Linked DNA regions of Mus musculus: all the other regions are linked to region 6. The links are chromatin contacts, called in public ChIA-PET, HiCAR-type and HiChIP or PLAC-seq maps. All regions are on one chromosome and are shown on one strand. The core of a region is the stretch at or near the end of the contact, and the rest is flanking DNA. Distances in the headings are between cores, read along the strand shown. Region 1 holds the start of Gemin4 (gem nuclear organelle associated protein 4). Region 2 holds the start of Glod4 (glyoxalase domain containing 4). Region 3 overlaps Vps53 (VPS53 GARP complex subunit). Region 4 holds the start of Rpa1 (replication protein A1). Region 5 overlaps Vps53 (VPS53 GARP complex subunit). Region 6 holds the start of Ywhae (tyrosine 3-monooxygenase/tryptophan 5-monooxygenase activation protein, epsilon polypeptide). Region 7 overlaps Vps53 (VPS53 GARP complex subunit).

Region 1 (3,348 bases), core at 687-3,186, 480 kb after region 6:
AAGTGTTGGCAGGACTAGTCTTGTCAATATTTTGTCTCCTCCAGTGCAGAAACAGACGGGCACAGGTCTTTCCCAAAGTGTATAATCTGGCCTAGAAGCTGAGTGCAACACCTTGTCACGGTCACTGCTAGCTCTCTCCTCAGTCCTCTATGCTCCCAGAAACACATCTGCCCTATTCTCATAGGCCAGAGTCGGCAGCAAAAGTACTGACTCCAGTGAACAGCTGTGGTGGCCTATCCCGTTAGTCCCAGCTCTCTAGTGATGCAGATTTTTATGAGGCAAGCCTGGTCCACGTACTGAGTTTCAGGCTAGCCAAGGCTACATCATGGCTACCATCTCAAACTTCTCCTACCCCCAGGGAAAAAAAAAAATTACTGACACCAGGCAACTAAAAAATCTCCTGGCCACTAACCATTTACTGTCACTGCCTGCCCACCCCAAATCAAGGCTCAGCACTCCCACAAAACCCAGACCTGAAGGCAATCCAGGGTTCTTTCTGTCTCAGGTTGGTCTGCCGGCCCCCGAACACATTTCCTTATAACTGTAAATGACATTTTATTGCATTAGACATCGGCTTAGCAGAGCAAATGTCTGCGGCCAAACATGTGCCTTTCAGAGACTGTGTACATGTGGCTTGAGAAAAGTCCCAGACTCAGCTCATAGCCAGGGGAAACTCAAAGGCTTTTTTTTTTTTTTTTTTTTTTAAATCAGTAGCTGGTGCTAGGAAGTGACTGGTTACTTTGGTAGGCACTGTGCTGGGTGGCATACTTGTATTTTTTTCTGAGATAGGCTCTTGTTATATAGCTGGAACTGGCTTGAAACTATACAGACCAGGTCGGCCTAGAATTTTGAGATCCTCCTGCCTCTGCTTCCAGAGTGCTAGTTAGACATAAGCTACCACACCCAGCTTGACACCTATAAAAATCATGTAATCGTCAAACTAACTTCTTGAGGATTATAACTCCTGTTTTGGAGATGGGAAGCTAGAGGCCCAGGCACAACTTTGCAAGGTGTCTCAACTAGGGAGTCAAGCCTTGGCAGCACTCTTCACAGCTGCAGGGCACGAAACTACCATTCCACACTAAAGAGCTGGCTAGGGACAAAGACATTTCTCCACAGCGTATTATTTGCAAATCTTGGAGTACTTCCCAGGACGGCCTCCTAGTCTTACCCTCTAAAGAGCACACCTAGCAGGGTGGAGAGGGTTGGCAGATGGCCACAGATTTCTATCAACTCCGCCTTACTTCCAGACCTCGCCTAGGAGGATACTCCAAACCAAGCAGCACTCGAATTCGGATTCAAAAAGTGAAATCTCAGGCTGCGCAACTCCTGCTCACAAGAGAGGGGTGGGGGTGGGGTGGTCGCTTTGCGTGAGTCAACGAATGGGGTCCTGTTATGCACGTGGTCGCAAAGAAAACGCCAAGCCTCTGGGAGAAAGACAGTATCAGTATTTTTGCTTTATGCACTAGGCGACCTAATAAGAAACATGTTCACTAACTCGGCAGTCATTTAATAACGAAGAACTCTCCGGACGTCCGTCCCTCCCAGCCCGGCATTTCCGAAACACGTGCAGTAGCCCTGAGCATTTCCAGGAGAATCAAGGCTATATTCGCTCCCGGTTTCCCACTGGGAAGACACTACGAAGGACGGAGGAGGACTCTAGGAGACCGTCATGTGGTGGGGCTACAGGATGGAGGCCGGCCTCGCGACTGCGGGTCCCCCAAAACTCCTCAAGCCCCCAGCCTCCCGAGCACCGTAGGAGCAGTGCAGAGCCTCAGCCTGCCCAGGAGGTGCTTTGGGGGGGTGCGGCCCAGGGGCCGGAGTAGGGAAGTGGGAACCCACCTAGGTCCATGGCGGCGACGCTGGCGGCGGGCTAGACCGCCCCTCCTAGTCCAAGGCCGCGAACGCGTTGCCCGCGCCACGGCACAAAGGGCGGCGCTACAGGCGCGTCACAGGCTCCGCCCACAGCGCTTCTCCGCTTCCGTGCTGTAGTCTGCTAGCCGCTGCCGTTCAAGGCGCACGCGTACTCCTCTCCAACAAGCTCGCAGCGTCGAAGCCACCCTAGCCACAGCGCCCCCTCTCGGCCTAGGCTTCCCAGCCTTCTTAACCACAGGTACTGTTGGCTGTCTCCATGTGGAACCTGACCCCTTCAGGCAAGGAGGTCGAACCCCTTAGTCCAGACCCCTCATTCACCCTCACTCAGGAACCCCGGGCAGCTCTCGCCCCGGATTCACCCACATGGAATAACTTTCCTTCAGCTGTGTACTAACCAGCAGCGGATCCACGGGATTCATCCCCCCCCCCCCCAAGACACACAAAACTCCCTATATGCTTGCTTTTCATGCTGCACTATCTCCTATAGGCAACAGCAGAGTCAACTTTCAGAGCTCATAGGTGCTTTTATAACTTTGAAGGGCAGTCACACTGGAAAAAGCTCTGCGGGGCAGGAGCAATTGAATGGATTCCTGGTCCTCGATTTGTACGTTATTAAACACACAAACGCCCCGTGTTCATCCCACACATTATCTCTTTACCCCTTCTTTCCAAGGCCTAACAATAACATGGTTTGCTTATTTCCAACTTTCTTCTAGTACCCCGCATCACTTAAAAACAGAAGCATTGCCTCTGGTATACCAATGAGCCAAGTGGAGTTTGAAATGGCCTGTGCTTCACTCAAGCAGCTGAAGGGGCCTGTGAGTGATCAGGAGAAACTGCTGGTGTACAGCTTTTACAAACAGGCCACCCAGGGCGACTGTAACATCCCTGTCCCTCCTGCCACAGATGTGAGAGCAAAGGCCAAATATGAGGCCTGGATGGTAAACAAAGGGATGTCCAAGATGGATGCCATGAGGATCTACATTGCTAAAGTGGAAGAGCTGAAGAAAAAGGAGCCATGCTAAGAGCATTTTGGCAGACACAAGGAAGTAGCATGGCTCCACTGGTAGGGGACGGGTTTAAGATTCCTGATGGCTGAAACACACTGAAAGGGTAGCAGCGTTAGCAGAAACACCAATAAATCATTCAAACTGCATGAGAGTGGAGTCTGTGGCAAAAGAGAAACTTTGAGGGTCCTGGAGAAGTATTTAGATGTGTAGAAGCCTCTCTCTGCTGGGTGAAACTCCATTAATCTGCCTTTCTGTGGTCTGACTGGCATTAATAGTCTTCCCAGTTCCACAATGTGTGTGGATATTTGGCAGAAGAGCAAAGAGGTGGGGTGAATCATGCTATTAAAATAACCAGGGGTGGGGGCTTGGATCTGTATTATCAGGGGTTATCAACACACCAAGAACCCAACAGTACAGAGGAGAAAGGGGCTCTGCCTTCTAAAGAGCTAAAGACAAATAGAAA
Region 2 (3,406 bases), core at 511-3,010, 510 kb after region 6:
CCATCTTAAAGATATATTCCTACAGCACAGCTCTGGTGGTATCACAGGCTCCCCTTTACTTTAGCATAAAATCCAAATTGCTTTGCATGCATAGCATTCAAGACAACACCAGAGACGAACCCAACCTGTACCTTCTCACACCCCAATCTCTTCACCTAGCCAAATGCACATAAAATCAGTGTCATTTTCCAAATATCTCCACATCACCTATCCAGGCCTTCTTGAATAACTTTCCCCTCTAACCCTGGTACGTGGAAATGTTCCTTTTCAGGGTCAATTTATGCAAGGTTCTCATGAATTATTTCCTGAGAGCCTAGGTTGGTAAATCTCTCCTTTTGCATTTTTAACATAAAAGTAGCTATTACTTTACAGAACACAAACTACCTGTGAGTCAGTTACCACCTAAAAGGTAACATGTTTAATCTTAACAACAATCTTTTGATCAATGAAGAAATAGAATAATGACATGTAGTATCACTAAACTCTGACTGGTAGGTATAAATCTAATATTTCCTACATCATGTGCTCTAATTGGGAACAAATGCCAGAGTCATTTAGTCTATACCTAACCTTACCATGGTACCTTCAAACACCAGGAGTGTGTGTGTGTGTGTGTGTGTGTGTCTATCTGCCTGCCTGCCACAGGTCAGATTCCCTGGGAGTTGTAGTTACAGATGGTTGTGAGCCATCCAACACCTGGAACCCATCTTACACCCTCTGGAAGAAGAGCAATCATTCTTAAAAGTTGAGCCATGTCTCCAGCCCCTACACAGCAGATATTTTTATGACTAACCTGTGTTGACTGATTTGTGCAACTTCCTTTACAGTCCTTACCTCCTGTACCATCTCTACACCCAGCTAGACTTGGACTGCTACAAGTCTGTTAAAAATAAATAAATAAATTCTGCACTGGTGTGCTCCTACCTCCCTGGCTTACCAAAGAGCTCAATAAACCTTTCCGCTACACTTTCAGCTAAGTGACCCCCTTAGAATCACAGCTTCTCAGACTGTTTCCAGGTACTAGGAAGGCGACTTGATTCTGACCTCATACTTACATCTGGGCTGTTTAGAACAGAGCCACAGATCATGAGCACCTACGAAAGAGACCGTTCAAACTTGCTCGGACAGGGCTTGTTCGCGGAATCCGATGGCGGAGTGCTTGTTTAGCATGCGCAAAGCCATGGGTCCCCCTCCCAGAGCCTAAATTTCAAATCCGCAGCTCTGATGGAAGCCGAAATTTGCTGATCACACCCAAACCTTTCAAACCAGGAGACCGCTCTGTCGTGAACTGGAAGGGGCTTTTTAAAATAACGTTTTGCCTATCAACGCTCCTTCACTATAGACAGCAGGCTCCCCAAGCCAGGAGTGTAAAAAATATTTGAGAAGGGCTGTAGGTGAACGTGCGTAGACAACACAGCTGGTAGGTGAGTCCCCTTTCAAAGGCTTCCCAACCCGAAAGAGGGGGGCTCGCAAAAGCTGAAAACACCGGCGTGGCAACGCGGAGTCTAGGGCCTGGCGGCTGGGGTGGCCGCGCGCCCACGGCGTCTTCCCTCCCCTGGTGCGGCCCGGCCGCCCATCGGGGTCTCGCGCTAGCCCCGCTCGGTCCCGGTCTGCACCTGCATCCCCAGGACATCTCGAAAGAAATGCACTGTCTGGAAGCGGTTCTTCACTTTGAAAACGAAGTGCAGAGCTCGACGAGTGGCCATGGCTCCCAACACGAAAACCGAGTTCCAGGCAGAGGGACACCCCGCCCACCAAACCGGGAAGGATCGTCGGGTGACGTCACTAACACTCGACCGCGCGCTCGGGTGAGGTAGCGCGCGCCAGGGGAAAGATGGCAGCGCCGGCGAAGGGCATGTGGTGCTCCCTGGGATCATTGCTGCGGGTGGTCCAGACTCGGGACCTCAACGCTCGGCGCTGGGTCCGGGCGCTGCGGCGTAGCCCGGTGAGAGTGTTGTCTCCCTCGGGACAGGTGGAGGAACGGAAGCGCGCTCCTGACCAGCAGCCTCGCAAGGCGGTCCCTAAGGCCAGTTCCCAGGGACAGCGACAGAAACAGCCTCTTGAGACATCCCCATCCCAGACCCCTCACACCTGGGAAGAGGCAGGGCTTCGCTACGATAAGGCCTTTCCCGGGGACAGGAGGCTAAGGTGATATGTTTTTGAGACTTGTCATCTGCTCCCGTTTCTTTTCTTGCTTCACTGTGAAGCTTCTGGCTCTTACTGTTTCGACGGTGCAAAATAAATGTCGTCTTTTGAGGCTTGTGCGTGTCTGTTAGAACTTCATGTATCCCTCCATGCCAAGAGCGTTGATAATCATCCCCTCTCTGTTTGCACCCACAGCAGTGTGATGACAATAGTTAAGTCCAGGCCTTTTCGGGAAAAGCAAGGGAAGATCCTACTGGAAGGTCGCAGGCTGATTGCAGATGCTCTCAAGGCTGGAGCTGTGCCCAAAGCGTTCTTTTTTAGCCGTCTGGAGTACGTCAAGGAGTTGCCGGTAGACAAGCTGAAAGACGTCAGCCTCATTAAGGTGAAATTTGAGGACATCAAGGATTGGTCAGACCTAGTAACGCCACAAGGAATAATGGGTCAGTGATATACAGTGTGCCAATATCTGGGATTTCTATTTCATACAAGTGTAGTATCCTAGACTTTCTTGTTCATACTTGTCTTAAGGTAACGAATTTTATTTAAATCAAGTTTAAATTTTTATTGACTAACGTCTAAAAAGAAATAGGACTTCTCAGGCCTCTATGTTTTGATGGTATTTTACTGGCAACTGAACCAATTTCTCATTCATACTTAATTGTGGGGCTTTTGCTTGTTTTTGACAATTGTAGTTCAGGCAGGCTTCACATTCTGTATGTAGCTATGGATAGCTTCGACCCCTGACATTCCTGTTTGCACCTCCTTCCTGCTGAGGAGGCATGAAAAAAAAAAAAAAAGCCCAGTTGTTGTTTGTTTGTTTGTTTTATGGAATGTTAAAAACATTTTATGAGCCAGGAGTAATGCAAGCCTTTAAAATTCCAGAATTTGGAAGGCAGAGGCAGGCAGATTTCTGAGTTTGAGGTCAGCCTGGTCTACAAAGTGAGTTCCATGACAGCCAGAGCAAACATTGAAGCCCTATCTCAAAACAAAACTTTATTTTGTGTGTATACGTGCATGGGTTAGAAGACAATGTGAGGATCGGTTTTCCCTCTCCACTCTGAGGCCTGGATGTCCATCTCAGGGGTCAGGCGTGGCAGTAGAGTGGAGGCTTACAAGTTCATCTTCAGTGCCTCTCTAGTGTCTTTCTTCCCCTCCAGATACTGCCCTGAAAGCTGCGCTTTAGGATACGTTGCAGAGATTATTAAATGGGAGAATTTTTCATTAAGGAAGCCACTTACCATTTTCATTTTTTTCTGAGCAC
Region 3 (3,597 bases), core at 252-2,751, 330 kb after region 6:
TAGTAGAGTACTGTTTGAAAACCAAAACCAAATAAATAACGATAACACATGAAAGAAAAAGTAACTTGACAAACATGAGGTTTTAGCAGTGGGGAAGGACTAGAAGGGCCTGTGGAGAGTGCCTGTTTCAGTGCTTTTATTGAAATAGGACAGTGAGCATGGCGCAGACAGGAGTGATGTGGGAACAAGGGGGCCATCAACAGCAGAGCGAGGACTGTGCATCTTTTCCAACACCACACTAGACTGTTTTCTCTAGGGTAAGTTTAGGCAAATGGATTTTATTTCTGCTGTGTTCAGTCACAGATGACCTCCGTTGTAAGACTAATTAATGACCCTGCAAATCCCACAAGATTCTCTGAAAATCACAAACCAGCAAGGAGTATTACAATACAGGAACGGTTCAATTCCACGTGCCCTTGTAACCGCTCAAGAGGACTCTGGGGCCTGAAGATAAATAACTCACTGTATGTACTAATCAAGTCAAGAATAAGGAGCAGCAAGGGCTCCTTTTTTATTTCTCACATCTATATTCAAGCCTAACCTCAACCTAGGAGATATCTAGCACCTATTGGAAGAAGAGGCTCAGCCGTAGCTTTGAATTCTACAGCTTTAGTTAAAGCTTGGGTCAGGGCCATGACGCAAGGCAGAGTGTGTCAAAATGTGTTTCTACCCACAAGCATCTCTCTATTAATTTTCTTTCAAAAATTGATTTTATTATACTCTGTGTGTGTATGTGTGTGTGTGTGTGTGTGTGTGTGTGTGTGAGAGAGAGAGAGAGAGAGAGAGAGAGAGAGAGTATGAGTGAGGCAGCCTATCCGTTCAAGTAGTCTATAAGAGCAACAACGACTGCTCTTACCCGCTGGGTCAACTCTCCGGCCCCTTTATTAATTTCTTGATTCCTTGGACCTACTGCCTAAGTGAACAGACCTCTAGCTACATCATGGCTTGGATTTCAGAGTTCAGATGCCAGGGCTAACCTTACACAGATAACCTGAACTACACATGGGAACCACTGAAGGGCCACATTGCCCTTGACTCTTCCTTAAAGCCTCTACAGGTAGTTGTGTGAATAGCCACCTATTACTGCTTATTGTCTTTGCTTGGGGTATGAGAAATGAGACTTAGCTATAGAAGATGGGCTTCTCACAGGCAACTAAAAGCAGATGTGAACACTGGCCAAACGTCCTGCTCCTGAGATAACATCCCAGAGTCTGATTCTGTTCTGTTATTCGAGACAGGGTCATATTACACAGCGCACACTGGCCTTGAATTTACAACTCTCCTGCTTTTGCTTCCTGAATGTGCTGTGTGGCAGATATGCCCCTACCTTTCTCCAGCTGAGATTGTTTTATACAAGAGAACATTTGAGGAAAACAGTCATGGTATAGGACTTATGTGACAACATCCAAACTTCCATGGCTGTTAGACACTACACCAGTCTCAAGAGGCCTGAGCAAGGCTACAAAACACAGAACTGTTCCCATGAGTCAGCTTTGGATTCCAGAGGCTTGGTCAAGTCTGTAGACAGAAATGTAACTGAGAACCCTACGGCTGCTCCCAGACACAGATCTTAATCACTCCATATCCTCTTAGATGGCACACTGTAATGAGGCCAAAGAGTGAGTGCCTGGTAAACATTCACTAATGAAACTGGAGCTGGCATGTGAGGGCCTCGCTCTGCCACTTCCGATGGAGAGAATGAGCATTGTGCTCCGGACATGCCAGGGTCAGGATTTCAGAACACCGACTGCTGCAGTCAAGCCCAGCTGGTGTCTGAGTCGTACAACCTCCCAGGGAGTTTTCCAAGACAACATTTTTGACTCGGGCTGGAGCTGGTCAGGCAGACAGCCGAGGGCAAGCTCTGACTAGAAGTCTTCATGCAGGTTGCATGTGGATAGGTATCAGAGCAGACGAACAATGAAACAGAAACAAGGTCATGTCCGGGTCTTCGGAAGTTTACAGTGAGCAGGGCTGGTGTTTAATAAGGGCTGGCTACATGACAGCCGTGCGTCTTGCTTATGGGCACTGGGTTTAATTTTTACTAATTTTGTTTTATTTTATTCTGAGACAATATCTAGCTCTATAGCCTAGGTTGTCCTCAAACTTACAATCCCTCAGCTTCCCCAAGGTCTGGGATTACTGGTGTATGCCACCACATACCGCTCTATTTTGTTTAACCCTCACAGCTACTTCATGGGGTAGTTCTAAGCACTATTTCAGAGACAGGAAATGGAGGTCCTGTAAAGTACCTATGCACAAACAGATGCACTGTTGTGGGCACAGGGTCCAGCCTCTGCTCATGCCACTCCAGAGCTCAGAGCCTGAGTACTCAAGTGTCCTGTACTTGCTGACAGAGGGGACAAAATCATATTGCACTTAGATTCAAGATGTTGCTACCTGCCTTTGACACTTCATGAGTATTCCAATACATGCTTAACTAGCAATCTTCCTGACCCAGAGACAAGGGCTGGGGCTGGGGGTGAGGGGTGGGGTTGGCTGTCAACACAGCCAAGGAACCACAAGGGCAGGGCACTGAGCTGGGAAAGAGTTGAGCCTCTACCTCATTGCTTTGTTTGGTACTGGGCAGGATCTATGGAAATGAATTACACAATCTTCTTACATGTAGCCTAAGTGTTCACAGATGGAGTTGACTATGAGTTGTTCTTGATTTGCCTGTGAACAGTTTACACTTTATATGGTATTTTCAGAGGTCGGAGTAGTAAATATTTGTGTGTGTGTGTGTAGGTCAAGGCAGACACCGAGTATCTTCCTCAATTGCTTTCCACCTTTGTTCTTCAGATAGGGTCTTGTTGATTAAGCTTGATTAGCCAGTAAACCCCAGGGACCCTCTTGTTTGCCCCTCCCCATTGCTGGAACACACGACCACTCTTGTTCCTATTTTAAGTGTGCTTTACTGATGTTTACGTTTGTGTGTCTGTTTGTCTATCTGCATGCCATGTGTGTGCAGTGCCTGTGAAGGACAGAAGAAGGCATCAGATGCCCCAGGACTGAAGGTACAGGTGCTATGACCTGCCCAGAGTAGGTTTTGGAACCAGAATCCAGGTTTTCTGCAAGAGTAGGAAGTGATCTTAAATGTTGAGCCATCTTTAGTCCTGTTATGTGGGTGCTTTTTATGGAGATCAAACTCAGACCCACACCCTTGCATGGCGTGCTAATTAGTTTTTGTCAACTTGTCACAAACTAGAGTTACCTGAGTTGAGGGAACCTCAACTGAGGAGTTGCCTCCATCAGACTGGCCTATGGGCATGTCTGTGGGGAACTTACTTGATTACTGATTGGTGCAAGAGGGCCCAGACCAAGACGATTGTGGGTGGTGCCACCCTTAGCCTGGTGGTCCCGGGTTCCATAAGAAAGAGATCAAATTGAGCAAGCCATGGAGAGCAAGCCAGTAAGCAGTTTTCTCCATGGCCTCTGTTTCAGTTCCTATCTTAGCTCCCCTTGATGATGAACTGTGACCTGTATGAAAATAAACCATTTCTTCCTCAAGTTGATTTTGGTCAGTGTTTATCACAGAGCAATCTCCCTAATCCCTGTTTTTATTGTTATTTATTTTTTTAAAAAAGATTTATTTATTAT
Region 4 (3,219 bases), core at 507-3,006, 380 kb before region 6:
TACACCTGTGATGATTGCTAGCTGTACTAGCAGAAGCTAAACACTAAATCTAGAAACTCAGTCCTCCAACTAGCCCCTTGCTCGGCTTCAGCCTCATTTTTACAAACAAGGGAAAGAGTTTGGAATGTTGCCCAAAGCCATACATAAGTGAACAAAAAGGAGTTGGAGTCTCCAAATGCATGGATTTGGGCTAGTTACTTTGCCAACCAACTCAGTAACAACTGAGCTGAACAGGAACACTGTGGTAGCAAAAGAAACTGGAACTATCAATGGCCTCTAGAGCAAAAATATATTTAAAAAGAAAAAAACAAACAAGGCCTGGCAAGGAGACTGTGAGAAGAGTGTGCTGACTGAAATTGACTAGTTCAGCCAACAAAAGACTATTCCAGGGCTGGTGAGATGGCTCAGTGGGTAAGAGCACCCGACTGCTCTTCCGAAGGTCAGGAGTTCAAATCCCAGCAACCACATGGTGGCTCACAACCATCCGTAACAAGATCTGACTCCCTCTTCTGGAGTGTATGAAGACAGCTACAGTGTACTTACATATAATCAATAAATAAATCTTTAAAAAAAAAAAAGACTATTCCAGTGGGGATGGAAAAGTTAAGTGTGGAGTTAAAATATACTTCAACTGGTGATGGACTAGGTGTCCAGAGTCGGGCAAAAGGATGCTCTGTGGTAGAGGTGCCTGCTGTGTAAGCCCAGCTACCTGAGCTCAATCCACAGAATCCACAGCGGAGTGGGAAGAGAAACAACGTCCCAGAGTTGTCCTCTGGCATCCGACGCACATTCGCCATCCCCAAGATGTCATACATATGTGTACATACTACACACTGGCGCACGCGCACACACACTCTTTTTTAAAATTCAGACTTAGAGGGACATAAAGGATTTGCTCTGATATATGTTCAATTGAAAATGACTTTGAAGATAGAGGGCAGATCGAAGGAAGCTCAGCAGGAAAGAATTAATAACATGCAGGTGAAGGGCTATAAACTAGTCTGCAGAGGGCCTTGGCTCGACAAAAAAATCTATGGGGTTTGCCGGTAAAATAAGGAAAAAGTTGTCAACATGAAACACAGAACACTAGCAAGAGAGGAGTGTTAGCAGAAAGAAGCCAACAAGCTCAAACAATTAGGTCGGCTGAAAAATTTTAAAATGTCTTCTGATTTGGCTACTGGGAAGCCACTGGTGACTTCGGTCAGCGTTTTCTCTCTCGTGACCAGAGAGATGTCTAGTAGCAATAATGAGTTAGGAGGATGTAAAAGAAGTAAAACAGCCGAAAACAAGTCCAAAAAGTTTGGGGTGATGGAGAAAGGGAGGAAACAGAGGCCGCCGAAGATAGACAGCGGCATGTTTATTTGTCTTGTTTTCTTAGATGTAAACAAACTAAAAAAACTCGTGAGTTCTTCTGCCAGTACCGGGTTGCCTCCAGCATCCTCTGATGGTCTTAGAGACCCCGGGATGCTCCCCCGCGGCCGTATAATTTCCTCCCTGACGCTCTCCCGATCGACAGCGGCTCCCTCCCCGGGTCCTCTTTGCACCGCTCCAAGGCCGCGCTGCTAGGGCCATCGAGCCCGCTCAGGGTCGTCTCCTTACCTCGATGGCCCCCTCGCTCAGGTGTCCCACCATGGCTGCACCGCTAACTCCCGCGCTCGCGCTCTTGCACCGCCTGAGCTTCTCTGCCGGGGTCCCGCGGGCTGCTCAACGATTGGCTAGAGCAACTGTGCGTGCCGATCCGCCCCCAGCGTGAGCGCGGTGCGAGGGGCGGGCCTAGACGCCGATAGCCACCGCATTGGCTACCGCGCGGCAGGCAGAGCACGTGACTCTTCCGAGGCCGGGTTCGAGGCCTAGTGGCGGGATGGCGGGACGTGAGGGCGGGGCGCTGGGTCGCAGTGCGCCTGTGTCAGCGCGGTGCTACTGAGTTGTTCCCCCGCCAGCTGTCGGAACTTTGCCCGCCCAGTCCTTTGGCGGACAGACAGAATGGCAACCCAGGGAACAGTCGGAGCTCTCCCCTGGTAACTGCTGCTAAATATAGTCAAAGCAGTGACCTGGGTACTTCTTCACGCAGTGCGTGCCCGGCGCCGGTGCCAGGCCCAGAGCTTGGCACTGTGGGATAAACAAGGTAAATCAGACTCAGTCTCCGCCCTCTTGAGTTCCACCTGAGAGTTGTGGCCGCAAGGAACCCAGCCTCAAGGATGGTAGACGCGATATGGGCCACACATGTGGAGCTCCAGAGTGGGGGTCAAAAATCAATCAGGCTTTCGAGAGGCGATGCGGTTTGAACTGAGTTAAAGTGTGTGTAGAAATTTGTCAGGTGGATTCCAGTGAGGATAGTGATGTTCCTAAAAGCCCAAATGGCCTATGCAAAAGTATTGGAGAGCCTGGCGTGCTGGCTGGCTCTGATCTGTTTGTAATCCCAGCCTTTGGGATGTAGAAGCAGCAAAAGTTCAAGGTCACCCTTAACACCGTTGAGTTCGAGGTCAACCTGAACTAAATGAGACCCTGAAAAATCAAAATTTGGGACCCAGGCGTGGTGGCATTCGAGGTAAAAGCAGGCAGATCTCTGAGTTCGAAGCCAGCCAGGCTAACATAAGATCCGGTCTCAAAAAAAAAAAGTAATAAAAATAAAAAGGGAGAGAGGCTATATGAACTGAAAGAAAGACCTGGAGATCAAAACAGAAAACTGAGCCGTCTAAGAAATGAAAATATTTAACTTCATAGTTGCTGGAGTAAGAAGTCTGGAAAACTTTGGGCAACTAAGGTAAACAGGTCTAGAAAGACTGGAATAGTAGCCATCTACTGGTATTTTGATCTCTGTTTGTACAACCACAACCTACTATAGTTTCTCAAACAGTTCCAAAGAATATGTCTGGGTGAATTGGTACCACACCACAGATTAACTCTCCTTCAGCATATCAACAGCTATAGAAAACCCCAGAAGAAATGATTTTGGTTGCGTGTCACTTGGTAGGATGAAATCTCGATTTTCTAGAACTATGCATTAATAGAAAGCTGAATCTTCATGTTCTGACTTTACAGAGCTGCGGCAGCATGGATCTACCGGTGGATGAATGGAAGTCCTACCTACTTAAGAAGTGGGCTTCACTCCCGAAGTCTGTGCAGGACACAATTTCTACAGCAGAGACTTTGAGCGACATCTTCCTTCCTTCTTCTTCCCTTCTTCAGTAAGTGAATGGAAACTTCAGGGAAATTTTG
Region 5 (3,248 bases), core at 156-2,655, 400 kb after region 6:
AGAAGCACATACTTACACCCAACCATTGGACTGAAGTTGGAGACCCCTATGGTCGAATTAGAGAAAGGATTGAAGAAGCTGGAAGGGAGACCTACCCCAGAGGAAGACCAGCAGTCTCAACTAACCCAGACCCCAGGGAGCTCTCAGAGACGGAGCCATCAACCAGGAGCACACACGGGCTAGTCGGAGGCCACTGGCACATAAATAGCAGAGGTCTGCCTGGTCTGGCCTCAGTCGGAGAAGTTGTGCTTAATCCTAGAGAGACTTGAGGCTCCAGGGAAGGGGGGTCAATTGGGTGGGGGAAGCAGCCTCTCGGAGGTAGGTGGGAGGAGGAATGGGATGAGGAACTGTGGGAGGGGGAAATGAAAGGGGGCAACAACTGGAATGTAAATAAGTAAAATAATTTTTAAAAATTCAGAAATAACTCTTGTTCTCTTGCTCTCTCTTGCTCTCTTGCTCTTCCTCTCTCCTTCCCATCCCCTTCCCCCACCCCTCTTTTCATGTGCTTATGGCCATGGTCAGCCTCTACTTCTCTCCGCCTTTCTCTGCCTCTACTACCCTCTTAACTTCCCTCCTCATGCCCTAAATAAACTCTATTCTATACAAACAAAAAAAAAATCAGAAATAAAACAAAAAACAAAAAACAAAAAAAAACAACCTTCAATGAGATATTACTTCACTTCTTTTTGAGACAGTCTCACATGGCAAATTCCTGATCCTCCCATCTCTGCCTCCAACCCTGAGATAACAGGTCATCAGGATGACTAATATCAAAAGTAAGGAGAAAGGTAAGCTCTGCTGAGGATGTAAAGATGAGAACACTTGGACACCAGGGCAGAGGTGATGAGTGATGCAGCTATTATGGAAAATAGCATGAAGGCTCTCGGAAACCCCAAAATGAATCTACATAGGGTATATACCCAAAGGAAATGATATCCACTCTATACAGATAGCTGCCCTGCCCTGCTCACAGAAGTTTACAACAGCCAAGATATGGAAACAAACATTGTTTTTGATGGACAGATATGGTTTAAAGATCCAAGGTGCATATATCCAGTGAGATTTTATTTAGCTTTTAAAAAGAAGATGCTGACAACTGAAACAATATGGATAAACTCAGAGGACTTAGAGTAAATAAGCCAGACACAGAAAGATAAATATGGCGTGATCTCTCTTAGGTGTAGACTCTTTAAAAACTAAAGTCAAATACAGCTGTTCTAGTTATCTGTGGGCCTACACTGACAGATTAAACTATGAATCAGAAAGCTGGGTGTGGGGTGTCAGGTAGGGCTGGGGTTGTGGAAGAGCATGTGCTTAGAATTCATAGGGCCCAGGAAACAGGGGCCACACAGCACATTAATGCAGGCAGATGACAGAAAGGATAAAAGAATGGGAACACCAGATCACTGAGTCACCGAGACTAGGGCAGGCTGTGCCACCTTCCTGCTCCTCCCTAACCACTGAGAGCACAGCTTCCTCCACCCATGGGTCCTACTCTCCTAAACTCATGACATCCTGCTCATGGACATTCTTGGCTGTTTCAGATTCCCAGTCTGATATGGCAACCAGCCACCTCTAAGTGTAAAAAGGTTAGGAAGGACGAGGGGAAGGGTGGCGACTTCCCTAACACTTTGCCAAGCCTATTCCGACATTCCTTAAGAGTCCCTGAACATCTCCACTGTAAGACGGTACACCTAGCACATACAGAAACCTCCCTTCCTGTCTCAGATTCTTAGAAATGATGAAAAGACTTAAATAAGAACCAAAAACCAGGCAAAAGGGGAACTGGTAGATTAGACTGTCTGTGGGTTTCCTGGTAGAACAAAATCATAGCTTAAGAGTGTTTCTCACAAATGAGAAGACATGGAAGCTGGAGAAACGCTTCCATGTTAAGAGCAACTTTTGCTCTTGCAGAAGATCTGGGTTCAGTTCCCAGAACCCACATGGTGGCTAACAACTTCCTCTCAGTAGCTCTAGGGGATTCAAAGCCCACTTCTGACAAACATAGGCACTAAACGCACACACGGGCATACCTACAGATGCAGGTCACACATGGTGCACACAATCTAAAAGCCAGATAAAATATAAGGAAAGACAGGAAATGATAGACACCAGGAGCGGGGGAGTTCTAAAGGGAACCTCTAGATGTGTCTGGCTCCAGTCACAGTAATGTGGATGCCAGAAGCTGTGCTGCTTTCTTACCCTAAATGCTCAGCCTTACACTGATTTGGCCCCTTGGGTCTGTGAGTCTCAGCAGAGGTCTGAGAGTTATCAGCATTTAAGAAGATCAGGTGCCTGGCAAGTCATCTGCCAGCTCCTGCAGGTCTGGCCCCAGGAACCTTAGAAAAGCTATGTGGTACCCTAAACACAATATCCTTCCACTCCTCAATAGCAGGTGGTAATGATTTCTGATCAGAGTAATAGAGAACATATAATAATAATAATAATAATAATAATAATAAACAATTTTAAAATCCCACCAAAAAATATGAACTTTCAGCTGAGACTCACCAAACATCTGAGTGCTACTACCAAGAGTCAACAAGCTGAAGACCTTACACCACAGGACAGACAAACACACAGGCAACCCAGAGCCTTCAGAGATACTAACAGTTTTGAATCTCTGAGAGATTTCAGAGGATATTATGCCCCTGAGGAAAAAATCATCTAGATATTTTAGAAATTAAAACCTGCTGTTTCAGTAAAAATTCTTAATAGCTGGGCCAAAGAACAGAGTGGGCATCAGTGAAGAACAAGGTAGAACTGGAAGACTGAGCCCACAACTCAGAAAGCAACCCCAAAAGATGAGGCAGCAGGTTACAAGTTACAATGTTCGTGTATAGGAGTTCCAAAACAAGAGACCAAAGGAAACAAACCCCAAATACCACTCTAAGAAAGAAATAAAAGAAAATAGTTTATTAGAACTTAAGAAATCTGAGTCAGGTATGGTGGCACACACTTTTCATCCCAGCACTCAGGAAGCAGAGGCAGGCAGATCTCTGCGCAAGTTCCAGAAAGCCAGGACTGTACAGTGAGACCAAGTCTCAAAACCAAACCAACCAAATGAACACCAAACAAACAAAATACTGTACAGAGGAAATGTAAATGGTCAATCATCAGTTACTAAGGAAATTAAAATTAAAGGAAGTAGATAGAGACTTCCATCTCCCAGACTGACTAAAATAAAAATCAGCAATACCACATTTGTTCAAGGCATGGAGGAATGGGTACTCAGCACTTCAAGATGG
Region 6 (3,387 bases), core at 204-2,703:
GCAGCTGGCAAGACCACAGCCCTGCTAGTGCACAAGGTAAATCCTAGTCACCTGCTTCGAAGCCGCCTCTTATCCCACGCCTGGGATTAAAACGCAAACACATTCACAGACCATAGCTGGGTTTTTGAAGAAACCAAAACTCTCACCACCAGCTCCTTTCTTTTTGTGTTTGTGTTTCGAGGTAGGGTATTTTTAGTCCAGGATGGCCTGGAACTTGTGGCAATCCTTGTCTCTGCTTCCACAGTGCTGGAATTACAGGCGTGAACCACCGCTTCAGTAAGTACGGAATACTTTTCTTAAGTACAATTATGACGATGTCACCTTCCACTCAGAATCATCAAAACAGCTTGCCCAGATAGGACTATAACTCAGTGGCAAAACACACGGTGGAAGCTGTGGGGGTCAGTCTCCAGCGTTTGGACAAAACAATTCCTGTCCGTTCACAGACTAAGATGCAAACCTCTGGGCGTGTGACCTCAGGCCTTGATCCCAACCTTTTGATTTCACACTCATTTTGAGGCCCTTTTTCTGCATGGCTCAGCAGCAAGCTGATATTGAGTATAAGATGTTGAAAATCCATAAGGAAGCAGACTAGGCGTGGCCATTGCAAGTGAAGCAATCCCCATGGAGGATTATTTATTTCTAACTCATCAATGTCAATTTGCCCTTACACACCTCAGGTGCACCTTGCACTCCAAGTGAGGCAAGCCACTATGTCTCCTTTTTCCCTCGAGTGAGGGTTTCCCTTAACTAGCTGAGATTGACCACTTTTTCTTTTTTCTTTCTTTCCTTTTTTTTTTTTTTGAGATGGGGGTTTCACAATGTAGCCCTGGCTGACCTGGAATTTGCTTTGTAGATGGGACTTGATCCAAACTCGATCCTTGCGCCTCTACCTCACTAGTGTTGGAATTAAACACACTCACCTATGCTTGAAGCAAAACCAGAGATTTTAAACAAAAGTCCTATCTACGATAGGCCAAAGAGATAAAATATGGCTGGAGGGGAGAAGAAAATGCTTAAAGTATGGAAGCAAGGGAGATGATGATGCGTGAAAACTCGAGCTTTCCCTTCTTGTCCTTGTCAATTCTTTAAATTGGATGAGAAAAATGTGCTAGAATGCACAGGGCCGGTTGATCTTCAACGAGGAAGGCCTGCCGTAGCAAGAACCCATCAAGCCTGTCGCTCTGTCCCCCACAGGCCAGCCCGCGGTCGCCCCGCACGGGCTTCTGGCTAACTCCCCTCCCGCAGTCTAGGCCGACCTCGCCTCCAGCCGCTCCAGGGGCCGTTCTCCGTCGCAGTCGCAGTTCCCGCCTCGCCACAGGGCCGCCCGCTGTGCCGACGGAGGAGGGGCGTCTGTCGCGCTGGTTCCAGCCTTTTCTGGCGCCGAACTCCGGGATCCGCCCCCCCCCCCCCCCGCGCCAGTTGCCAGGGAGCGGTTGCCATAGAGCTGAGCAGTTGTCCGCGTGCGCAGGCGGAAGTCCCGGATTGAGGCGCCGCCATTTTTCCTGCTCGGACGCGGAGCGAGAAGCTGAGAGAGTCGGAGACGCTATCCGCTTCCATCCGTCGCGCAGACCCTGCCGGAGCCGCTGCCGCAATGGATGATCGGGAGGATCTGGTGTACCAGGCGAAGCTGGCAGAGCAGGCCGAGCGATACGACGGTGAGTCGGGGGGGTGTCGGGGGGCTGGAAGTCTCGGACCCTCCGCCGCCGCCCACAGAGGCCGGGAACCGGAGACAAAATGGCGGAGCCGTCTCGGAGCCCGGCTTGGGACGTGGGTCGGGAAGCAGGCCGAGGCCTGCGGGCTCCCGGCGCGGTGGGAGTCCCCGGGCCTAGGGATTTGACCCCTCCGGTGTCCTTAGCTTGCAGGCGCTCGCCCGCCAGCAGGCCGGGGCGGAGGGTGGAGGAGTTGGTTGTAAAATGGCGGCTGGAGGGGGAGGGCGAGTCCCCGGGCGGGGGAGGGGGGAGGAGATGGCGGGTGCCGGCTCCCGGCGTGCGATCCCCACGGGAGCCCTCGGGAACCGCGGCGGGGTGTGGAGGAGGACACTTGGGTGGGGCGATGTGAGGAACGGTACCGGTCGCTCGGGAGAGGGCGGCATCGAGGAGCTGTAGCGCTAGGCGCCTTTCGGGGAAATATGGCGGGTGGGGGCGGTGGCTTTTCCCCTGAGGCCCAGTGTGGGGCGGCGGCCGTGGAGCCTCACAAAGGAGAAGCCTCTGGAACGGACGGCTTCTCGGGGCCGGCGGTGGAGAGGAGTCTTCTGGTGAGGGTGGAGTGTTTGGAAATCACTGCAGAGCCTCCCTCCTTGGGTGGAGGCGAGCTGAGATGCTGCGATTGGATTTCTTCCTTTGGGCCGACACACCTTGGAGTTGAGAGTTTGGGGGGCTTTTTAGCCTCGCCTTCTTCCGGGGAGGTGCAGAACCTCACTCCTACCCCGTTTGTTCTTACCCAGGATATCCTAAAGTTGCTGCGGGTTTTTTTTTTCCCCCTTCTGTCCCCATCCTTCATAGGCACGGAGTTCTGATGGCTAGAATACAGGAGACCAGGCTTGCCAGGATTCCTTAGTACGAATTTCCCTTTGCAGAGTCAGTGCCTCAGTTTACCCGTTTGTAAAATTGACGACTGTACTATTCACACTCGTCATTATGAAGTATGGAAAGACCTGCTGAGAAATGGTTAATTCAAATAATGTTTAGTAGCACTTTGGGTTGACAACCCAAGTTCGGGTGGAATGCATGCTCTTCCTTGGCTTGGGGAGCTTTACCTATTTTGAGCACTCAGTTGAGGCTTGGGGAGTTTGAATTAGGAATGTAGAAGATTGTAGTTTTTCTGTTTTATGATTTCATTGTTACATGATTGGGGCTCAAACCCAGGATTGCATGCAAGCAAGACAAGTGCTCAAATACTGTGCTACACCACAGCTCTGTTTTATCCATTTTAAGAGAATGGTTTTATATATATGTATATGTGTGTGTGTGTGTGTACACACACACACACAAATTTCAATAGTTACTCTTCTGTTAATTTGACACACACACACCCCACCTGCAGGTGATGGAGACTAGACCCTAGTACATGCTAGATTCTCAACTTAGCTCCTGCTAATTGCAGTCTAGTTTTTTTTTTTTTTTTTTTTTTTTTTTCTGAGAATTTCATTGACATATCTACTGTGTTTGTGAAGTGTAACTAGATATTTGAGTTAGGCAATAGGCCATTAAACTAGTATTTAAAAATGAAAAGTCACACACATGGTTCCTGTGATTTAATTAATTGCAGGTGTAGTTCTGGCTGTTCTGAAACACTATGTAGACCATACTGGTCCTGAACTCAGAGATCCGTCTCCGCCTCCCTGTGTGCTGAGATTAAAGGCATGAATACTAAGGCTAGGTCCTG
Region 7 (3,408 bases), core at 515-3,014, 360 kb after region 6:
TCAGCACACTCAGCACTCTCACACCAGAGCCTGGTATCTGAGGTCACTCGCTACAGAGGAAATGGGGAGCCTGGAAGCAAGCATGACCCTAGGGCTGGACATAATGCACAAGATAAGCCTGGTGTGCCAGAAAGAAAGGAGAGTGCTCAGGAAATGATAGGGGCATGGAAAAAGGATGAAGAGCCAGCTCAAGAGGTCCTCCTGGACACATCACAGGTAGCCTGAACACTAAAATGATCAGTTCTAGAGAGAAAAGGGCAATAGTGGGACAACTGAGGCCGGTAGCAGCACCGTGCTGACTTTCATGTCCAGCTTTGTTGTTTGGGCTTCACAACAGGGTTTTGCTCTGTAGCCCAGACCGACCTGGAATTTAAGGCTCTCCTGCCTCAGCAACTGAGCATTAGATCACAAGCACCTCCCACTGCACACACATCATGTGCGAGTTTTGATAACTTTCCTAAAGGTATACATTGATTCTAATATAAAGTAAATTGAATACTTAAGGGTATTCTCTAGCCTCCACACACATGTGCACTCACACTCTTACCATGAACACACATACACACACACACACACACAAATTTCAAGCCATCTTCAGCTATGTAACAAGTTTTAGGACAGCCTGCCATACATGACATCTTGCCTCAAAATAAATAAATTAATGAATTAGATAAACACAACTGGTAAAATTCAACATGACCTCTGGATTTAACTGGTAATAAGAGATCAAAGTGATCTTGAAGATTACATTATAGTTATGTAGACTGGGTCTTTTTAAACTTTTATTTATTTTAAAAAGATCACTATTTTTGTGTGTTTGTGTGTGTGTGTGTGTGTGTGTGTGTGTGCGCGCGCGCGCGCGCACATGCTGGGTGCTGGGAGCCCAGCATCAGTTCTCTGGAAGTGTATAGTGCTCTTACCCACCGAACCCAACAGAAGTTTATTGTTAGGTTTGTTTGCTGGTTTGTTTGAAGTAGTGCCGAGACTGAAACCCAGGGCCCTGTAGATACTAGGTGGACACTGCCACTGATCTACCTTCCTAACCTCTGTTTTTCATTTATATGCACACACGTGGGTCTGTCCACATATATGAATGTATGTGTGCCCACAGGGCCAGAAGAGGTTGTCAGATCCCTGGAGCTGGGTTCAGGTGGTTGTGAGCATCTGATGAGGGTGCTGGGAGCTGAACTCGGGTCCTTGGCAAGAGCTGTTGTGTTGAGCCATCTTTCCAGCCCAGGTCCTTGATTTTAGGACATACACAGTCTTATTTCAGACTTGAGAGTTCAAATGGCTGAAACAGTGTATGTGCATAAACACATGGGTGTGTGTAGAAGAAAGGTGGGAAAGGCCAAAGTGACAGAGAAGCCGGGGAAGGGGTAAAGACTTCTGTAGGCTTTCTTATAACTGTTCTGAAAGTACAAATTTATTTTTTTAAACAAAACTAGGCTGTGGGTGTGACAAAGCTAAGAAGGGGGTAGGAATGGTAACAAGTTACTTTAGGGAACTCAGGAGAGTAAGCAGAAGTTGAGTCACAACAACTTCCTGACAAGGAAAACCACGGGATAGAATGAAGACAGTGCTGATGTAGAAATCCCCCCACAAGTTAGCCGGGGGAGTCACTACCAGCTCCAGAGCAGAAGGTGCAACACAAAAACGGGGAAAGCACTTATGCAGGTAAGGGCAGCTTAGCCCAGCTTGTCACACAGGTGGTTGGCAGGGATTTGCTTCTTTCCTATATACTGGCTTGTGGGCCTTCTGCTGTGTGACTATTTGCTGGGACAGGTTCTGCCAAAATGTCGCCTGGGCACAAAGAATGCTGAGAAGAGAGCACAGACTCCACGCCTGGCTCCATATGAAGTCTGCAGTCCCAATGAGGTGACCTTCCCACACAGGCATCCTGAGAGGGCAGAGCAGCCCCTGCACACCATCCACTGTGGACCAAGGAGCCACTTGTCGAGGTGTATCACTCAAATTACAAAGCCTATGAGATGGGCTGATGAACCTTGATACAGACAGGACATAACAGCCTAGAAGGGGTTAAGTGGCATGCTGAAGGCTTCAGGCTAGTGAGTGTAGAACTCTAACTGAAATTCAGGTCCTCCTGGATGCAGGCCCCTCCTCTGTCTCCTGTGCTGGTGAGAGGTCTGTTCACCTCCCTTGCAGATTCTGAGTGGAACTATGAGAGCAGTGACTGCACCCATAAGTCTGAGCTCTTTCTCAGCTCAGCGTTCTCTGACCAAAGGAAAAAGTGGCTTCCTAAAGTCCCCTGAAATCGTGCTCAAAATTACTATGTGTGTATAACTATTTTTTTTTTTTGCTAAAGGTCTATAGTTTACTATTTACTTTTTAGTTATTTATGTTACTGGGGATTGATCCTTATACACACTAGGCAAGTACTCCACTGAGCTATATCCACAACCCTCCTTTTACAGTGTATTTTTGAGGCAAGGTCTCACTAAGTTGCCCAGGCTGGATGTGATCTCACTCTGTAGCCCAGGCAGGCCTGGAACATGCAATCACTCCACTCCCCACTCCCCTAGGAGCTGGGATTATAGGCCCATACCTCTAGGAGTCTTGAAAGGATCTATGCCTTGTCGAAGGTTAATAACCATTATAGGAATCAAGACCGACTCTGCTCTACCAGGAGAGGAGTTGGAGTTCTTCAACTCTCTTCTGCTTCTGCCCCTGCTCTGTGCTCCCATGTGAGTCCTGGGGGCCTGCTGCTCCCCCAGAGCTCCCTCAGAGCTTGGAAACATCCTACGAGGGAAATGCCAGCCAAGCAGCCAGTGCAGCATCTTTCATAGGCCGAGAGGGCCCGGGGAAGGAGGCCTGGCTCTTTGCCCAAAGCATCGTGAGAGCAACCTTCAGACTTTGATGAGTCAAGTCCATGAAAAAAGTGGACAACAACATTGTGAAAGAGAAAAATAACTCTTTAGGTCAGGAAGGTCTAGGCCAAGTAGCTTTCAGGTCTTTCTGAAATAAGGATTCTAAGGATCTGGGTTGACGGCTGGGGAGATGGTTCTGTTGATAAAGTACTTGCCGCATAAGTGTGAGGACCTGAGTTTGGTCCCTATACTCTACATTAAGAAAATCCAGGTGTGGTGATGTACACTTACAATCCCAGCCCAAGAGAGAGAAGAGGACCCCCGGGGCTCACTGCCAAGCCAGTGTAGTCTACTCATTAAGTCCCAGGTCAGTATGACAGACCTTTCCTCAAAAAACTGAGGTGACAGGCTGGAGAGGTGGCTCAATGGTTAAGAGCACTGACTGCTCTTCCAGAGGTTCTGAGTTCAATTTCCAGCAACTACATGGTGGCTCACAACCATTTGTAATGGGATCCAATGCCCTCTTCTAGTGTGTATCTGAAGATAGCTGCAGTGTAATCATATAAATAAAAAATAAATAAAT

The links. ChIA-PET counts read pairs in DNA pulled down with a chosen protein or histone mark. HiCAR-type assays count read pairs that join an accessible place to other places. HiChIP or PLAC-seq counts read pairs in DNA pulled down with a chosen protein or histone mark.
Region 1: an RNA polymerase II ChIA-PET map of memory CD8 T cells shows a contact between it and region 6, with 75 read pairs. The contact joins the promoter of Gemin4 here to the promoter of Ywhae in region 6. A contact is called at or near these places in 17 of 39 promoter capture datasets (the 3T3-L1 cell line, 3T3-L1-derived adipocytes, the C10 cell line and 11 more), 5 of 484 Hi-C or Micro-C datasets (B cells, embryonic stem cells and uterus), 20 of 115 datasets of contacts at active chromatin or transcription factors (the NIH/3T3 cell line, T-cell acute lymphoblastic leukemia, Th17 cells and 15 more) and 1 of 9 other capture datasets (adipose tissue).
Region 2: a contact with region 6 is called in an RNA polymerase II ChIA-PET map of effector CD8 T cells, with 37 read pairs. The contact joins the promoter of Glod4 here to the promoter of Ywhae in region 6. A contact is called at or near these places in 12 of 39 promoter capture datasets (the 3T3-L1 cell line, 3T3-L1-derived adipocytes, the C10 cell line and 8 more), 16 of 115 datasets of contacts at active chromatin or transcription factors (the NIH/3T3 cell line, the SCID.adh cell line, T-cell acute lymphoblastic leukemia and 10 more) and 2 of 9 other capture datasets (adipose tissue and embryonic stem cells).
Region 3: a contact with region 6 is called in a HiCAR-type map of kidney, with 2.3 times the contacts expected there. The contact joins the enhancer-like site here to the promoter of Ywhae in region 6. A contact is called at or near these places in 1 of 39 promoter capture datasets (3T3-L1-derived adipocytes), 1 of 15 datasets of contacts at CTCF or cohesin (the NIH/3T3 cell line), 3 of 115 datasets of contacts at active chromatin or transcription factors (craniofacial prominence, embryonic forebrain and kidney) and 2 of 9 other capture datasets (adipose tissue and pancreatic islet).
Region 4: a contact with region 6 is called in an RNA polymerase II ChIA-PET map of memory CD8 T cells, with 38 read pairs. The contact joins the promoter of Rpa1 here to the promoter of Ywhae in region 6. A contact is called at or near these places in 3 of 39 promoter capture datasets (liver and pre-B cells), 1 of 484 Hi-C or Micro-C datasets (erythroblasts), 3 of 115 datasets of contacts at active chromatin or transcription factors (bone marrow-derived macrophages, effector CD8 T cells and memory CD8 T cells) and 1 of 9 other capture datasets (adipose tissue).
Region 5: a contact with region 6 is called in an RNA polymerase II ChIA-PET map of memory CD8 T cells, with 49 read pairs. The contact joins the enhancer-like site here to the promoter of Ywhae in region 6. A contact is called at or near these places in 6 of 39 promoter capture datasets (3T3-L1-derived adipocytes, the C10 cell line, cranial neural crest and 2 more), 1 of 15 datasets of contacts at CTCF or cohesin (the NIH/3T3 cell line), 5 of 115 datasets of contacts at active chromatin or transcription factors (acute myeloid leukemia, bone marrow-derived macrophages, large pre-B cells and 2 more) and 2 of 9 other capture datasets (adipose tissue and pancreatic islet).
Region 7: a contact with region 6 is called in an H3K4me3 HiChIP or PLAC-seq map of bone marrow-derived macrophages, with 2.7 times the contacts expected there. The contact joins the enhancer-like site here to the promoter of Ywhae in region 6. A contact is called at or near these places in 2 of 39 promoter capture datasets (liver and pre-B cells), 1 of 15 datasets of contacts at CTCF or cohesin (the NIH/3T3 cell line), 7 of 115 datasets of contacts at active chromatin or transcription factors (bone marrow-derived macrophages, embryonic stem cells, large pre-B cells and 4 more) and 2 of 9 other capture datasets (adipose tissue and liver).

Annotation. Positions count from the first base shown.
Region 1 is chr11:76,215,636-76,218,983 of GRCm38.p6, forward strand. It overlaps Gemin4 (gem nuclear organelle associated protein 4), which reads right to left and starts at 1,937. Exons shown (of 2, transcript NM_177367.3): 1 at 1,843-1,937. The coding sequence starts at 1,852. It overlaps Dbil5 (diazepam binding inhibitor-like 5), which reads left to right and starts at 1,978. Exons shown (of 2, transcript NM_021294.2): 1 at 1,978-2,113; 2 at 2,592-3,030. The coding sequence starts at 2,637. The coding sequence ends at 2,900.
Region 2 is chr11:76,241,939-76,245,344 of GRCm38.p6, forward strand. It overlaps Glod4 (glyoxalase domain containing 4), which reads right to left and starts at 1,761. Exons shown (of 9, transcript NM_026029.3): 1 at 1,617-1,761. The coding sequence starts at 1,706. It overlaps Mrm3 (mitochondrial rRNA methyltransferase 3), which reads left to right and starts at 1,798. Exons shown (of 4, transcript NM_183263.5): 1 at 1,798-2,148; 2 at 2,341-2,585. The coding sequence starts at 1,835.
Region 3 is chr11:76,058,525-76,062,121 of GRCm38.p6, forward strand. The region is part of intron 19 of Vps53 (VPS53 GARP complex subunit); the gene reads right to left. Among named protein-coding and RNA genes, the nearest start is that of Rflnb, 33 kb to the left of the region's middle. Within about 2 kb of position 1,502, at least 71 of the 459 cell types and tissues checked have an H3K27ac peak or open chromatin away from gene starts, as enhancers often do. A contact at or near this core is called in the NIH/3T3 cell line, kidney and pancreatic islet, where this site is marked.
Region 4 is chr11:75,346,627-75,349,845 of GRCm38.p6, forward strand. It overlaps Rpa1 (replication protein A1), which reads right to left and starts at 1,757. Exons shown (of 17, transcript NM_026653.2): 1 at 1,600-1,757. The coding sequence starts at 1,632. It overlaps Smyd4 (SET and MYND domain containing 4), which reads left to right and starts at 1,807. Exons shown (of 11, transcript NM_001102611.1): 1 at 1,807-2,125; 2 at 3,043-3,188. The coding sequence starts at 3,055.
Region 5 is chr11:76,129,541-76,132,788 of GRCm38.p6, forward strand. All of the region lies in intron 7 of Vps53 (VPS53 GARP complex subunit), which reads right to left. Among named protein-coding and RNA genes, the nearest start is that of Gm46252, 20 kb to the right of the region's middle. Within about 2 kb of position 1,406, at least 50 of the 459 cell types and tissues checked have an H3K27ac peak or open chromatin away from gene starts, as enhancers often do. A contact at or near this core is called in adipose tissue, bone marrow-derived macrophages and memory CD8 T cells, where this site is marked.
Region 6 is chr11:75,731,434-75,734,820 of GRCm38.p6, forward strand. Ywhae (tyrosine 3-monooxygenase/tryptophan 5-monooxygenase activation protein, epsilon polypeptide) reads left to right here and starts at 1,454. Exons shown (of 6, transcript NM_009536.4): 1 at 1,454-1,658. The coding sequence starts at 1,595.
Region 7 is chr11:76,087,152-76,090,559 of GRCm38.p6, forward strand. All of the region lies in intron 13 of Vps53 (VPS53 GARP complex subunit), which reads right to left. Among named protein-coding and RNA genes, the nearest start is that of Rflnb, 61 kb to the left of the region's middle. Within about 2 kb of position 1,765, at least 14 of the 459 cell types and tissues checked have an H3K27ac peak or open chromatin away from gene starts, as enhancers often do. A contact at or near this core is called in bone marrow-derived macrophages, where this site is marked.